Regions from separate parts of the Gossypium hirsutum genome. Here region 2 is linked to region 1. Evidence: chromatin contacts called from public Hi-C data. All regions are on one chromosome and are shown on one strand. Each heading gives the region's core, a stretch centred on a gene start, on an enhancer-like site or on the middle of the called end of the contact. The rest is flanking DNA. Distances are from core to core; before and after follow the strand shown.

Region 1 (7,330 bases), core at 960-3,459:
TGTTTTCTGTTGCGTTTTCCAAACCCGATTTTCCAATAATGAATGAGTTAGAAACTTCGAGTGACATCATTTGTAAAGACAATAAGTGTGATTTTGTGCTTATTGTTAAGTTTAAATCTAGCATTGAATCTTTTTTCAAAATTGGTGTCAAAGACGTTGATAGTAATAGTGAAAACCATGATGATAGTGATGGTGCACTTTGTGAACCAGAAAAAGTTGCTAGTGGGAATTGTTTTCTAGAGCCCATGAATTTGGATGAGTTAGACCTTTATTATCCTTCTAAAAAGTTTTATTTTAATGTATTCAATGTTCAAAATTTTTGTGAGAGGTTAAAGGAAAATAAGGATGATTCATGCAAAAGGACAGAGAAAAAAGACCTTGAATGATAAAAGTCAATTTGATGGTCCAACTTTGGTGAGTAAAAATTTGAGGTAAAATTAAATACTTCAATTCACATTGAAAAAGAGAAGGAAGAAAGAACCTATACAACAAAGAGGAGTGATTATATTTTCACTAACTTTAACTTGAATTTGTCTAGTGGACTTATTTCTTTATTTAAGGAATTTGTTGATCCTTTAACAGGAGCTCAATTAACCTATTCCATCTATAATAAAGATTCTTTCTTATTCAACCAAAGACAAGATTCTAGGACGAAATTTTTCGAGAAAATGGGGAATGGTACATGCACACATGGGGTGAAATTTATTAAATTCAATTCACTGAAGCTGTCAATTTTCTAAGTTTGGAAAATTAGCCTACTTGCGACAACTTTTTGGATGAAATTCAGGAATTTCTAGGTTGAGATATCTTCATAGCATTTGAAGATCTATCTCGTAGCTTCACAATGTACTTTGAATCACTCAATTTCGAGTTTAGGAGCTCAAGTTATGACCGTTTTAGTGAATGTATGAGCAGAATTTTTGGACGGGATTATTACGAAAATTACGAATTTTAGGCTTTTAATTTGAGTTTAAATCATATTGGATTCAATTTTTAGGCTTAAATTTTATTATATATGAGCTCAATTATATTTACTATGTTTTATTATTTTATTGTTTATTTATTCTGAATTTTGGATATTTGAAGATTTTAAATTAATTAGGAGTTTTATATTTCTTAATCAACAAAAAAAATTAGTTTAAAACTACTTCTTTAGATTAATTAAAGTTTTAGTATATTGAGTTTAGTCCAATCCAATACATGTTTTTTATTTCTTAAAATAAATATTATTAATAAATTAATTTAACCAGATAAATTAAAATTTCAATTAAATAATTTTATCAGCCCAAACCTAATACCGTTGAAGTCATGATTACTTTATTGTAAAAGAATTTATGAGAAAATATATTTAATTTCTATATTCAACAGATTCATAATGATTAATTAATTTAATTCTATTTTCAAACTTTTCAATAAATAATAATTCACAAAACTTAAAGTAATTTTCAAATTATATTTATATTTAGTGAAAAAACATATTTATTTCTAAAATTTTTTTAACTTTATCATTTCTATTCTTTTCTATTCATTTGATTTATAATTTAACTTTTTTAAAAAAAAACTGAAATATAAAGAACAAAGCAAATAATAAAAAAATTAAATAAAATGTGAATTGAATAGTAGGTGAGTCGTATACAACTTGTGCTGATTCTTGAATTGACAATAATTCCGATTTTTATTCTTGGAGTTGGATAATCTTTACCCATGTTACTTATTAAAAAAAACCTTCAACAATGTATGCTTTTATATTATTGTATTGAGTATAAGATTGATATGTTTTTAAGTAATAACGTAACGATGTCTTGGTATTGATTAAGGTAGATACTTTAAGTCTTTAAACATTTAGATTTTAATTTCATTATATGTAATTATAATGTGTAAGTCTTCAATTTTATGTTTGTCCGAATTCCTTTTAGTATTTTTAATTCTTCACTTATTACATTTTATAATGGTTTGATTCTAGGTTATAATTACTCACTCCAGCTTATTATTGTATTCCATTTGTAACTGTAAAAAACTTTAAAAAGAAAAGTTTTCAAGCGATGATAACCGTCGGATTTACTTGACCTTTAGATTTAGCATTATTCTCTGTATCCCTGCTCACGGATAATCAGAGTATCTAAGCTTCTTAAAAGCCTCCACGTCAATGGAAATCTTGTGGGCCCCATATTTACCATAAAAAACTTCATTTTATTTCAACCGTGGATTAAACCAAATCTAGGAAGTCCTTTTTTTTTTTTTAATAATTATTATCTTCCCTCGTCTCAGCGAAAAAAAAATAAAGAAAAAAAGGGAAAACGAAGAGTACCAGACTCTCGTGTTTGTAACACACTAAAACAGCATCTGTTTATTGTTCGATGCTGGCAACAAAAACCCTAATTTAATCAGCATCGATTCACGATGGGCCGCAAGCCCTAATACCTTTACCGTTTCGGCTACTTTTTCTCTGATACATGTATGGAATCAGAGAAAATCCTACTTTCCTGAGAAAACCCTAGAAAATTTTCATCTTTTTCCTAAACCAATAGCAACAGTAGCAATAGCAGCATGGCCATATCCAATGAACTAGCCCAAAAGCAACTACCGTCGATATCGGAACGGTTCAAGGCTTTATTGAAGCAACGGGAAGATGAGCTCAGGGTTTCCGGCGGTATTGCTGATGATGATGGGGCAACGCCGACTACGGAGGAGATTGTTCAGCTTTACGAGGTTGTGTTATCGGAACTAACTTTCAATTCGAAGCCCATAATTACTGATCTCACGATCATTGCCGGTGAACAGCGAGAGCACGGCGAAGGCATTGCCGATGCTATTTGCGCACGAATTATTGAGGTTAGTTAAAATTAGGTTTTCCGTTGTACCTGCCAAGTAATTTGAACATTTAAAATTTTAATTTCAAATTTATTGCTTTCAGGTTCCAGTAGAGCAAAAACTTCCTTCGTTATATCTATTAGATAGCATTGTAAAAAATATTGGCCGAGAATATGTTAGATATTTCTCTTCCCGTTTGCCAGAGGTGAGTCATTGCCAATCTTTTTGATGAAGTTCTTTTCTTTGCTATTAGCTTGATATAGGTTATCTTATTTTATTTTATTTTTCATTCTTAGGTATTTTGTGAGGCATACAGGCAAGTTAATCCTAACTTGCATCCTGCAATGCGACATCTATTTGGCACATGGTCAACAGTTTTTTCGCCTTCTGTGCTAGGTAAAATCGAGATGCAATTGCAATTTTCTCAAACGGGGAACCAACAATCTTCTGGAGTAACTTCCTTGCAGTCTTCTGAATCACCTCGTCCAACACATGGCATACATGTTAATCCTAAGTACTTGCGGCAGTTGGAACAACAGTCAGGTGCAGATAGTGTAAGCTTTCTAATGGAAAACTCTGTTCTTCACATCCTCTATTTCATTGGAATAAATGCTCTGTTCTGTAGTCTTATGCACATTCACTATTTAGGATATCATCGCAAATCATGTTCTTTTGAGAATTTGTTTGAATCAGATGTTGCTAGCAGTTATAGATCCTTCTGGACAGAATTGCTTTTGGTACTGAAGGACAGTTGCAAGCTGAATTGGATTTTGATCACCAGGGATAGGCTGGATTGAGGGGTAGAGTTGCCAGAATGTTAATGACAATTGATATATTAGGATTTCTTTCGGTTAAGTTATTTGCTGAAATTACTTGGAGCATCATTATGAGATCAGAGCTTAACACGGGCTTGTATCAAGTGAAATTACTTTAAGAAATTTGCAAATAGAAAACCAAACTCTACTGGTACAACCAGGTTATTAACTTATTATTCTGATTTTTTTGGAATACAGTGGGGAAGGTTTATGTTGTTTACGCTGTACTTGAATGTTTTTGGTGACTAAAAGACTTTTCTTTTCTGTTCCCCTTCCTTTTCCTTTCCAACTTTGTGTTGAGCCTTGTGCTTTTTTTTCTTGTTAAATTTTCTTTAGAATGTTTGACATGAACTGCATGCTTTTTTGCTAGTGATTAGGATTTTTAGCTTCCCTGACTGATAAACATGTTGAGAAATCTTTTTAAAACATCTATTTGTCATGTATGATTGCATGCATGTATTCATGCCTGCTTTGTTCAGAATGGCATCTGAATTGTGAAATGTTTTCAATCATTGCAGAATACGCAGCATGTAAGAGGCATGTCTGCTGGTCAAAAATTGTATGGTAAAAAACATACCATTGCATATGATGAATTTGATTCTGATCACACTGAGGTTCCATCCTCACATGTTGGTGTGCAAAGATTGAGCTCAACTGGAAATGTTGGCCGTACTTCTCTTGCAATTGGGGCTAATAAATCACAACTTTCTTCAGCTTCCAGAGTTTCAAGACTCTTCTCACCATCAAGGATTGGATCTGATAGACTTTTATCATCAGAAGTTGATGATCTTCCATCAGATGATTCTCCTAGAAGGTTTGCAGAGGTAGCCTCTCCATCTCGTCCTCCTGTCTTTGATTTTGGACGTGGAAGAGGAACCATCAGAGATGAAGAAACAAGGGAGTGGCCAAGGAAGCACTTTTATGGCGATTACCGTAATTGTTCTGAAAGTTCTTTAAATGCATACAAGCTTAGTAATGGAAATGAGCGCCAAACACTCAGAGCTTTAATAGATGCATATGGTAATGATAGAGGACAAGGAATGTCTAACAGCAAGCCTGTACAAGTTGAGCGGCTGGATGTAAATGGTATGGGCAATAAGGTGACTCCAAGATCATGGCAGAATACTGAAGAGGAAGAGTTTGATTGGGAAGATATGAGCCCGACATTAGCAGACCGGAGGAGCAATGAATTTTCAGTGTCATCTGTTTCCACTTTTGGAAGCATTGGAGCAAGGCCTGCTGGATTAGAATCTAATAGGAGCAGTCGCTCTAATCAAACTCAGCTGGCACTTGATGAATCTTCAACAATTCCTGAAGATACAGTCCCTTCACTGAGTGTATGCTAGTTCAACTTTTATCTGATCCCTTTGTTGTTCAAGCATCCTCTTTAGTATTAGTTCAACTCAAGTTATATTTGTACTAGGAGAAGTTTGCTTCCTTGCCCCCCCCTTTTTTCTACTTATGTAGACTGGTGGATGTTTCTAGTTTCCATCACTGTTGATATTTGCTATACCCAACCCCTAGCTTAATTTTTTGTAGTTGATTCAACAATAAAATCTTATAAATCATGAGGTTTTGTGTACTGCTGCAGCCTGTTCAAATTTCTATGCTTTTTATTTCTCTGTTGTCCAGTCCATTCTGGATTTCAGGACACTGTTTTCTTTATTAAGCGGCGTCTATCTTATGTATTTAAAACTTGTATAGTTGGTTGACTTTTCCATTTCATTATGTTTTCTGCAGTCTGGTCATGGATTAAATCAGATTCAACGTCCGCGTTATCCTCAGGATGCTTGGAGTAACTCATATCCTTTTTCCCAGTCATCACACCAGCTTCATGCCAAAGGAAGAGGAAGGGATTTCCGGACACCCTTTTCAGCTAGTGGTATATCCTCGTTAGGTGGTGACAAAAATGTCCCCCTTATTGAGAAATTGCCTGAGGGTGGTTCACAATTTGTTAGGCCTCCAGCTCTTGTTCCAAGATCTGGTTCTTCTAGCCTTGACACTGTTACTGTTGGAGCTCAACCAGCCATGTTACCTTTGACTGCTGGGGCATGGCCTCCAGTAAATGTTCTCAAATCTCAGCCGCCAACTGCACACACTAACTATTCACTGCAGCAGCATGGTAGGAGTCACTTTGATTCTTTGAATCCTATCAATGCTGCCATGAATCAGGGTCAAAACAAACATCCATATATGCCTGAACAATTTGATAATTTTGAAAGCAAGGAGCAAAGTTTGACAACGGTGCCACAATTGCCTGGACAACGCCCTGCATTGCGACAGCGAAATTCGTTGCATGGATCTTTGCAGCTACACTTTACTCCTCATGAGGCTCGAGATAGTTTTCTTTCATCTGCAACAGGACCTTTACCACCTCGCTTATTGGCACCATCCATGAATCATGGCTACTCTCCCCAAATGCATGGTGCTGGCATCAGTATGGTCCCATCTAATCCAGTACCTGTTGCACAACCTCCTTTATCAATCCCAAATATGCCAACTGGCTCATTGCATTTGCAGGGGGGAGCCATTCCACCTCTCCCTTCTGGTCCTCGTCCGGCATCTCAAATGATGCCTGCCACCCAAAATGCTGGTCCACTGCTCCCTAACCAACCTCAGGGCGGTCCATTCACTGGTTTGATTAGTTCCCTCATGGCTCAAGGTTTGATTTCATTGACAAAACCAACTCCAATACAGGTACTTATCTCGATGATGTTCTTCTGTAGTTATATCTATTTGTATTTCCTGTCCAATAAGATTGTATCACAATGAAGCAATCTATTTTGTAGGATTCTGTGGGACTTGAGTTTGATGCAGACCTCCTCAAAGTGCGACATGAGTCTGCTATAAGTGCTTTATATGCTGATCTTCCAAGGCAGTGCACAACATGTGGCCTTCGGTTCAAGTTCCAAGAGGAGCATAGTACTCACATGGATTGGCATGTGACAAGAAACCGGATGTCTAAGAACCGTAAGCAGAAACCTTCTCGGAAGTGGTTTGTAAGTGCTAGTATGTGGCTTAGTGGTGCGGAAGCTCTGGGAACTGATGCAGTTCCTGGGTTTTTACCCACTGAGGACATTGTAGAAAAGAAAGATGATGAAGAATTGGCAGTTTCTGCTGATGAAGATCAGAACTTATGTGCATTATGTGGTGAACCCTTCGATGATTTTTATAGTGATGAAACAGAGGAGTGGATGTATAGGGGGGCTGTCTACATGAATGCACCCAGTGGGTCAGTTGAAGGCATTGATAGATCGCAGTTAGGTCCCATAGTGCATGCTAAATGCAGGTCAGAGTCTAGTGTGGTTCCCCCTGAAGATTTTGTACGGTATGATGGGGTATGTATTTTTATTTTTGCCTCCAAATTGCATTGCCATTCCAATATTATCTTTAATAGACCATTCATGTTATTTCATCATCTTATTCAATTCCATTCAGTCTGAAAAGCAATTTGTGTGTTAATGTTTGGAGAGCAAAATTGTTCTGGAATTGATTTCTGATAATATTTAGATGTGAACATGGACAGAAAACTTCTGTTTTATATATTTTGACATTAAATTGTGAGAGTTCAGTCAGTTGTATGAAGGGGAGACAAGTTCATCTGTGGCTTGTTCGAATTCAGGAATACAGAATTTTGAGTTATACATCAAGATTATAAGTGCATGTAGTGGTTCTTGTTTCCTGCAATTATAGACATGTTTTTA
Region 2 (7,085 bases), core at 4,164-6,663, 350 kb before region 1:
CCAAGCAAGTATCTCATGACCAACCGACCGGATCATGTAAACAATTCAATATTGTTGTCTTTAGACACCCACATGTTTTCAAAGTTTTGTTACCCAAAACTACACCACTCCAGGTTTGAATCCAAGAACTCCTGCATATAGGAGTCGTTACCGAAACTCTTGTACCATTTGAACAATGATGAGAGACATATGGATGTCCAAAGAAGACAATAACAGATTGTGGCCATGACAAGTTGCGGAAAATGAGAGTACCTGATTGGTCAGCCGGTTATGACATTTCAACAGGCAAAAGGATATGGATACATACAGGTTCTCCAATAGGGATGCCGTTCTTTTGGTAACTTTGTGCCCATAACCCTTCAGTCTTTGAGGTTCCTGTTCCTGGTTCACACGCAGTGAACATACAATCCTGGACATAATAACTTGAATAATGGTTGATTCCAATGAAATCCAACCCTTTCTTCAACATTTCCTTCTCCGTTTGCGAAAATTCAGGCAAAATAGATCCTAATATGCTTTGCATTTCAGGAGGATATCTTCCGAAAACAATCGGGTCTAGAAACCTTAAAGTTACAGTTACACCAGAATCTTTAAGATATCAATTGGAAACATATAGAAAAGTTGAAGTAGAGAAGGGTTTATAAGAAGAAATATACCAATTAGTAGTGAAGCATTGAGCTCTTTCTTCTGCTAGCTTGCCAGCCATGGAGCTGCTGATGGGTTCAAACCATGCTGCATTGATAATGATTCCAATGCTGCCTCCTTGCTTTGCCTAAACATTCATCGCTCTAAGTAAGAAATATGTCCTTAAACCTTCTAAATCTACATTAAGCCAATGGCATTTAGATTTTATAATGTCACTGATACCTGGTATTTTGATCTGTAAATATGAACAGCGGCTGCATGTGATAAAATAATGTTTTGAGCTGCTATGAAAGGCTCCTTCTCTGAATCTCCATTGGTACAATTTCCAAATGGAAAGGAGCATCGTGATGGTGGAAAATTCCCTTCTCGATACCCAAACTTGACTTGGAAATTGGGTTCATTGAAAGTGACCCAATACTTCACCCTATCCCCAAAAGACTTGAAGCAAATGTCTGCAAAGTATGCAAAATCCAGTCTGGAAATGAAAGATCAATGCCATTAGTGAGCTCGCCAATGGTGTGCATAAACTACCATTTCATTTGAAAACAAGAAACAGGATAATTGTACTGTGATTCAGGACTCAGCCAACTTCCATATCTGTCCTCAATTTCTTGGGGAAGATCAATGTGTGTCAAAGTTACAAATGGTTTAATCCCTGTAGAAAAAGGCCAAATCTGCAATTATTTATGCAATGTTTTGAAGAGAAGTCATTCAAGAAATGCCAAAATATAGAAAAACAAACCTTTGAGTAGGAGAGCATCAATTAGATTGTTGTAGAAATCGATGCCTGCTACATTGACATTTCCAAATCTCCCCTCTGTCAGGAAATTGGCGAACATATTAGTGAAGAATAGATATTCCAATATTGATAACTCTTGGTTTAAACATCAAATATCCTGTCATTCAAAGGCTTACTTGGTAAAATTCTTGCCCAAGAAATAGAGAATCGATAGCTGTTGACCCCCAGTGATACCATTAGATCAATGTCTTCCTATATCAAATTAAAATCTCTTAATTAGTTCCAAAAAAAAAAAGTAAAAATTTCAATTACTTATTTTTTCCCTAATTGGTTTGTAATTTATCATCATCATCATCAAATTCTATGTTATCCTTAAATGAATCAATTTAGTGTGTTTTTTTTTTGAATTATAGTGTTTAATAGAATTAATATTTTAAAAGTTTTTATGGTTATGCAATTTAAATATTTTATTGTCAATTTTCAATAATAAATGTTAACTTTATTAAACTTTTAGTATTCTTTAGTAGTAGTAGGATCAATTTGAATCAATTTCTATAATACAAGTATCATATAGATACTTTCATATAGGTTTTAACTTTTTCTGTAGCCCCTCCCTAACTCATGAATAAGAGGATAATGCACTCCAGCACACTTGAACCTATATCCTTCTACATTGACAACAATGCCCATAGAGGTGTAAATGAACAAAACGTTCGATGAACTATTTGTAAAACGTTTGTTTATGTTCATTTATTAAACTAAATAAACGGGTATGAACAAAATTTTTATGTTCATTTAATAAATGAACGAACACGAACAAAGGTGTGTTCGGTTGTTTATGTTCACGAACAAGCTCGTTTATTGGCTCGCTTATAAACTCATTTATTGACTCGTTTATTTATTAATGATATTTTCTTATAAAAATTTAATTATTATATATTAATAAAATTATCTTAAAACTCATTTATTGTTCTGTTAGTATATATTAATAAATTTATCTTGGTTTTTATTTGTTTTCATTTATAATATAATTATTAATATTTATATTTGACTATTTTATATCTAAATAATATATGTGTGTGTATGTATTTATGTATTTATTGTTTGTTTGTTTATTATTTATTAACATTATTAGTGAAAATGTTCAATTATATGTTTGTGAACATGTTCAATTAAGTTAAATAAGCATGTTCGTGAACATTAAACAAATGGACATGAATGTACATAATTTTAAATAAACGAACATGAAAAAAAATTGAAATTCTTAACGAACACAAACTGAATACGAACAAGCTTAAAAATAAATAAACGAACATGAACATAAGTTTGTTCGTTCAAGCTCGATTCATTTACAGCTCTAAATATACATACCAATTGAGTTAAGATTCAATCGACAGAGAAATGTATAATTGTTAAATGAGCTAAGACAGTAAACAATAGAACTTTTTGCTATCTAAATATGTTATAGCTATATTGTGGACATTAGAAAAGCATTATAATTAAACGTTACTGATTACATAATACATAATATTTAATTTTCAATAATATAAAAAATATCAAAATAATTTGTTTCTATTTACAAATATTATAAATTATTTTTGTGATTAAATATCTAAAAGAATTATAATCTAAGAAATCAAAATGTCATTAAAATAATAAAAATATGTATAAAATTATTTAATATTATAAAAGAAAACATAAAATTATATTAATTTATAAAAAAATCTAATTTGTACTCTATATATTAATAATTTTAATTTTTTTAATATATCTTTTTGTTATGAACATAGGATGAAAAATATTACTAACAAAAAAACTACCACAAATATGTCCATTTGATTAATTAAAAAAAAGTAACAATGATATATAATTAAAAGTGTTATAAAATTGGTTGCATTAAATTACAAAAATATTACTTAGACTAAATTATTTTATTTTTTTGGAGAAATATAATTTTACATTATTTTTAATGGTGATGTGAAGATAACAAATGTTAAGTACTAAATGTAATTTTATGATATTTAAAAAGAATGCTTTAATTCATATTTAACTCCCATTTTCTTAGTGCCAAAAAAAAAACCTATTTAAATTATCATTTTATCCTAATTTATATACAAATATTCAGTGTCGACTAATAAATACATGTAAGGTAACACATGATATCATCTACTTTGGAGCTTTTTGGAGGTAAAATGTGACAACGATGGTTTCAATACTACGGTAAGAAAACAAGTATAATTTAGAGGTTAAATGGGGAATAAAGCCTATAATTTTAAAAAGGTAAATTACATTACTGATTATCCAATTATGAATTGGTTTTTTTTTATCTAATTATAAAATTTTTAAAATCGTCGCTTAATTAATTAAGATTATCTCTTCTTTTTTTTTATCATTTTCTTTAATCAAATTGAAAAAAACCTTTTTTCCAATTTATTTGATTTTTCTGGTTTAATCGATTTTTATGTTCGATTTAATTGGTTAATTTAATTGATTTTCAATTTTAATATTTTAAACCGAATAAAACATTTAAGGCCATAGTACATAAAACTATAAGCTTATAATTTATTTATATACCTAAACCCAAATACCCATTAAAACTTAACACTTTTAAAAGTCAGAACCCATTAAGATTTAAAACCCAATACGCTTTAATATTTAAAATCCAAATTGATAGTTTAATTTTTTATTGTATTCCTTTTATTTTTTATCATTTAATATATTAAAAAAACGCAAATTAATATTAAGAACGATAGAAGACTTGGGAATTGTATGTTGGCCATGCAAGAAAATAAATATTTTTTGAGTTCATTAAAATTTATTTGATTTAATTTTTAATATTTTGTAATGAATTTTAAATAAAAATAAAATTAAAAGTAATACAATATAATAATTTGAAGAAAGAAGAAAATTATTTGAAAAAAATTAAAGGAAAAAAATTATAACTACCTCAATTAGATTTTTTTTTACAATTAAGAAAAAAACAAAATTGAAAATTTTCAATTCGGTTTATTCGATTTTACTCATTAGGTTGGTTCGATTTATTCGACTTACATGGATAATTCAATTTATTTGATTTTTGGTATAAAAAAATCAAACCATTTGAATTGATTGAAATTACACCTCTACCTTTAAATGTTTGACGAAAGGGTGATATGATAGTTAAAAAATATATAATAATAATAATACATAAAATTAGTGATTTTATCGATTTTTGAACCACTATATTACCTTCGAGTTAAACACTTAACGGCACTAAATGGAAATGGATAACAAATCTAGTTTAGTTAAGTGACAGAAAAAAAAAAAACAGACCCATAGTTGGGTGACCTATGGAGAAATTTACCCTTTTAAAAGAATTGAGGGGTGAACCTCAGCTAATTGGAAAAGAACGAAACGCGGTGCAGAAGGCTACATGGATGTGAAGTAAGCTTACCAAATAGCGATGATAATGATCCACTGCTACGTCTCCATTGCTTCCGTCGATGACCTTTCCTGCAATAAATTATTTGTTGTTGTTGAATATGGGGATATCATTTTAAACAAAAAGCAAGTTTGAAGGAATTCGATGTTGAATTATGACCTGGTCTGTGGGTTTAAACATCCCAATTGTTCAAACCTTTCCCATCACTCAAGTAACCACCTTCATACTGCCCAAAATGAACAGACCATTCATTACATCTGCTTGTTTTCAATAGGATAAAAAAATTGAAAGAATGGTGGTGAAGCAAACCTCGTAAGCAGAGGAGGCCGTTCCAAAGAGAAAGTTCGGAGGAAATGAAGATGGATTGTTATTATTACCATTACCCAAGCTTTGTTTCAGCGTTAACAGCTCCGGTGAAACCGGAAGTGGCAATAACACGAACATCTGGAAGGCAAAGAAAAGAATGCAAAGCGTGGAGAATCCAATATACCAAATCTGCTGCTATGACCAAACACAAGAGATGCAGGATATGGAGAAGAGAAGATGAAAATGTTGGTTGCATGCCGTCCTTGACCATGACAAATAAATAATGGAGTTTGTACCGTATACCAACTGGAGGGTTGAATTGTAAAAGTATTATAATGTTTGATCTTTCATTGATTAATCAACTATTTTAAATTAAAGAAAGGTTTTAAAATTCCGAACTCTGAATTCATCAACATTGAATCTATCTTCTTGATGATTTAATTTGGTTGTATGAACAGTGTAGCCAAACAAAGTTTCAAGACCCACAAATCATAAAAATATTATTCAAAAGGTTTTTTTTTTAAATTTGGCCTTCGAATTATGTAGTTTTTTCGTTTTGGTATTTAAACTTTTTTATTTCAAATTGGTACTTAAATTGTCATTCTGTTACCCAGTTCAGTCATTTTCTTAACAATGTTAAAAAAAAATTACCACATGACATCAATTAGAATGAGTCGCGTGGCACCTTTCAACCAATTAGAATGTGCCATGTAGTACTTATATTTATTTAAAATAAAAGCATTTACCCACCATTGACAAGATGTTGCCGACCTTGATTGTCCATGTCAAGGGCAAAGTCAGAAAAATAATTTAGGGAGGACCAAAATTAAATTATAATTTTTATGATAGTGAAAAATATAATTTCACCATTTTAATAGCCTATATACCCCTAGCTACGCCCCTGGTCCACGTGGCGCTACTAGAACATGACACATCAAAATATTATTTAAAAATTAAAAAATTCTAAATTCTAAAAATGCAAAAAATAATAGATATATTTTGAAAATTTTAAAAAACTCTAAAGTCATTCTTTAAACAATTTATGATATATTTTAAATTTTTATATAATATTATATATTTGTATTTATATATTCTAGAATTTTTTTACCTTTCAATTTTTTTAAATTATTTATATATTATTTATGATTTTATTTAATTTCTAATCAATATTATATATAATATTAATAAACAAACCAAAGTACCATATGGCACATTCTTATTGGTTGAAAGGTGTCAGTGACAACTGATTTTTTTAACACCGTTTAGAAAAAAAGTTGAAGAAGATAACGGAATAATAGTTTATGTATTAATCTAGGACAAAAAAAATTTAAATACATAATTGGGAAAATATGCCTACTTCGAGGCTTAATAATATATGATTTCTTGAGAATGTACTATAGAGGCCTCTATATTAAGAATCGAATTGTATTTTTCTCCGTTTTCAAAAAATAAGTAAATTAATTTTTGTATGTTAAATTAAAGAGCAAATTAGACATGATATTAAAAATTTAATTAATTTTTATAGTTTAAAATTAATTTTTATACATTAACATGAGATATACGTAAAATGTTAAATAATAATAAAAATAGATAAAAATTTTAAGTCGAAAAAGTAATTTACTATTTAATTTTATGTGTAATAACTATTTTATTATTATTTTAAAATAAAAAAGACAAAAGAGAATCGCACTCCTACGTAACTCAACCATACTTTACTAATTTCTTGCTAAAACAATATAGGATTACCCCAACAATACTGGAGAAAAATTTATAGGGCGGTTTTGGACATATTCGCTGACAAATTTGGCGTTTTCGTCAAGGTCTGAACCCAACAGTAAATTCAGGATCCCATTAACCACAATAGATTCATCCCTCATATATTTGTTACCATGTAACAGCAGATTTTTTCTTGGGGGCTTCAACATAAGTTAAAATATATTTTAAGTGCCCTTTTTTCTTTAAATGTTCGCTTTG

The links. A called contact is a pair of places that touch in the nucleus more often than the background predicts.
Region 2: a contact with region 1 is called in a Hi-C map of leaf, with 1.9 times the contacts expected there. The contact joins the promoter of LOC107961978 here to the promoter of LOC107961975 in region 1. A contact is called at or near these places in 2 of 34 Hi-C or Micro-C datasets (both in leaf).

What each region holds. Positions count from the first base shown.
Region 1 is chrA06:116,080,804-116,088,133 of Gossypium_hirsutum_v2.1, reverse strand. It overlaps LOC107961975 (polyadenylation and cleavage factor homolog 4), which reads left to right and starts at 2,209. Exons shown (of 7, transcript XM_016898169.2): 1 at 2,209-2,832; 2 at 2,915-3,016; 3 at 3,108-3,365; 4 at 4,145-4,963; 5 at 5,367-6,323; 6 at 6,416-6,964. The coding sequence starts at 2,548.
Region 2 is chrA06:116,437,843-116,444,927 of Gossypium_hirsutum_v2.1, reverse strand. LOC107961978 (beta-glucosidase 46) reads right to left here and starts at 5,413. Exons shown (of 12, transcript XM_016898174.2): 1 at 5,115-5,413; 2 at 4,965-5,031; 3 at 4,818-4,876; 4 at 1,561-1,636; 5 at 1,388-1,462; 6 at 1,213-1,300; 7 at 868-1,120; 8 at 657-772; 9 at 308-563. The coding sequence starts at 1,621.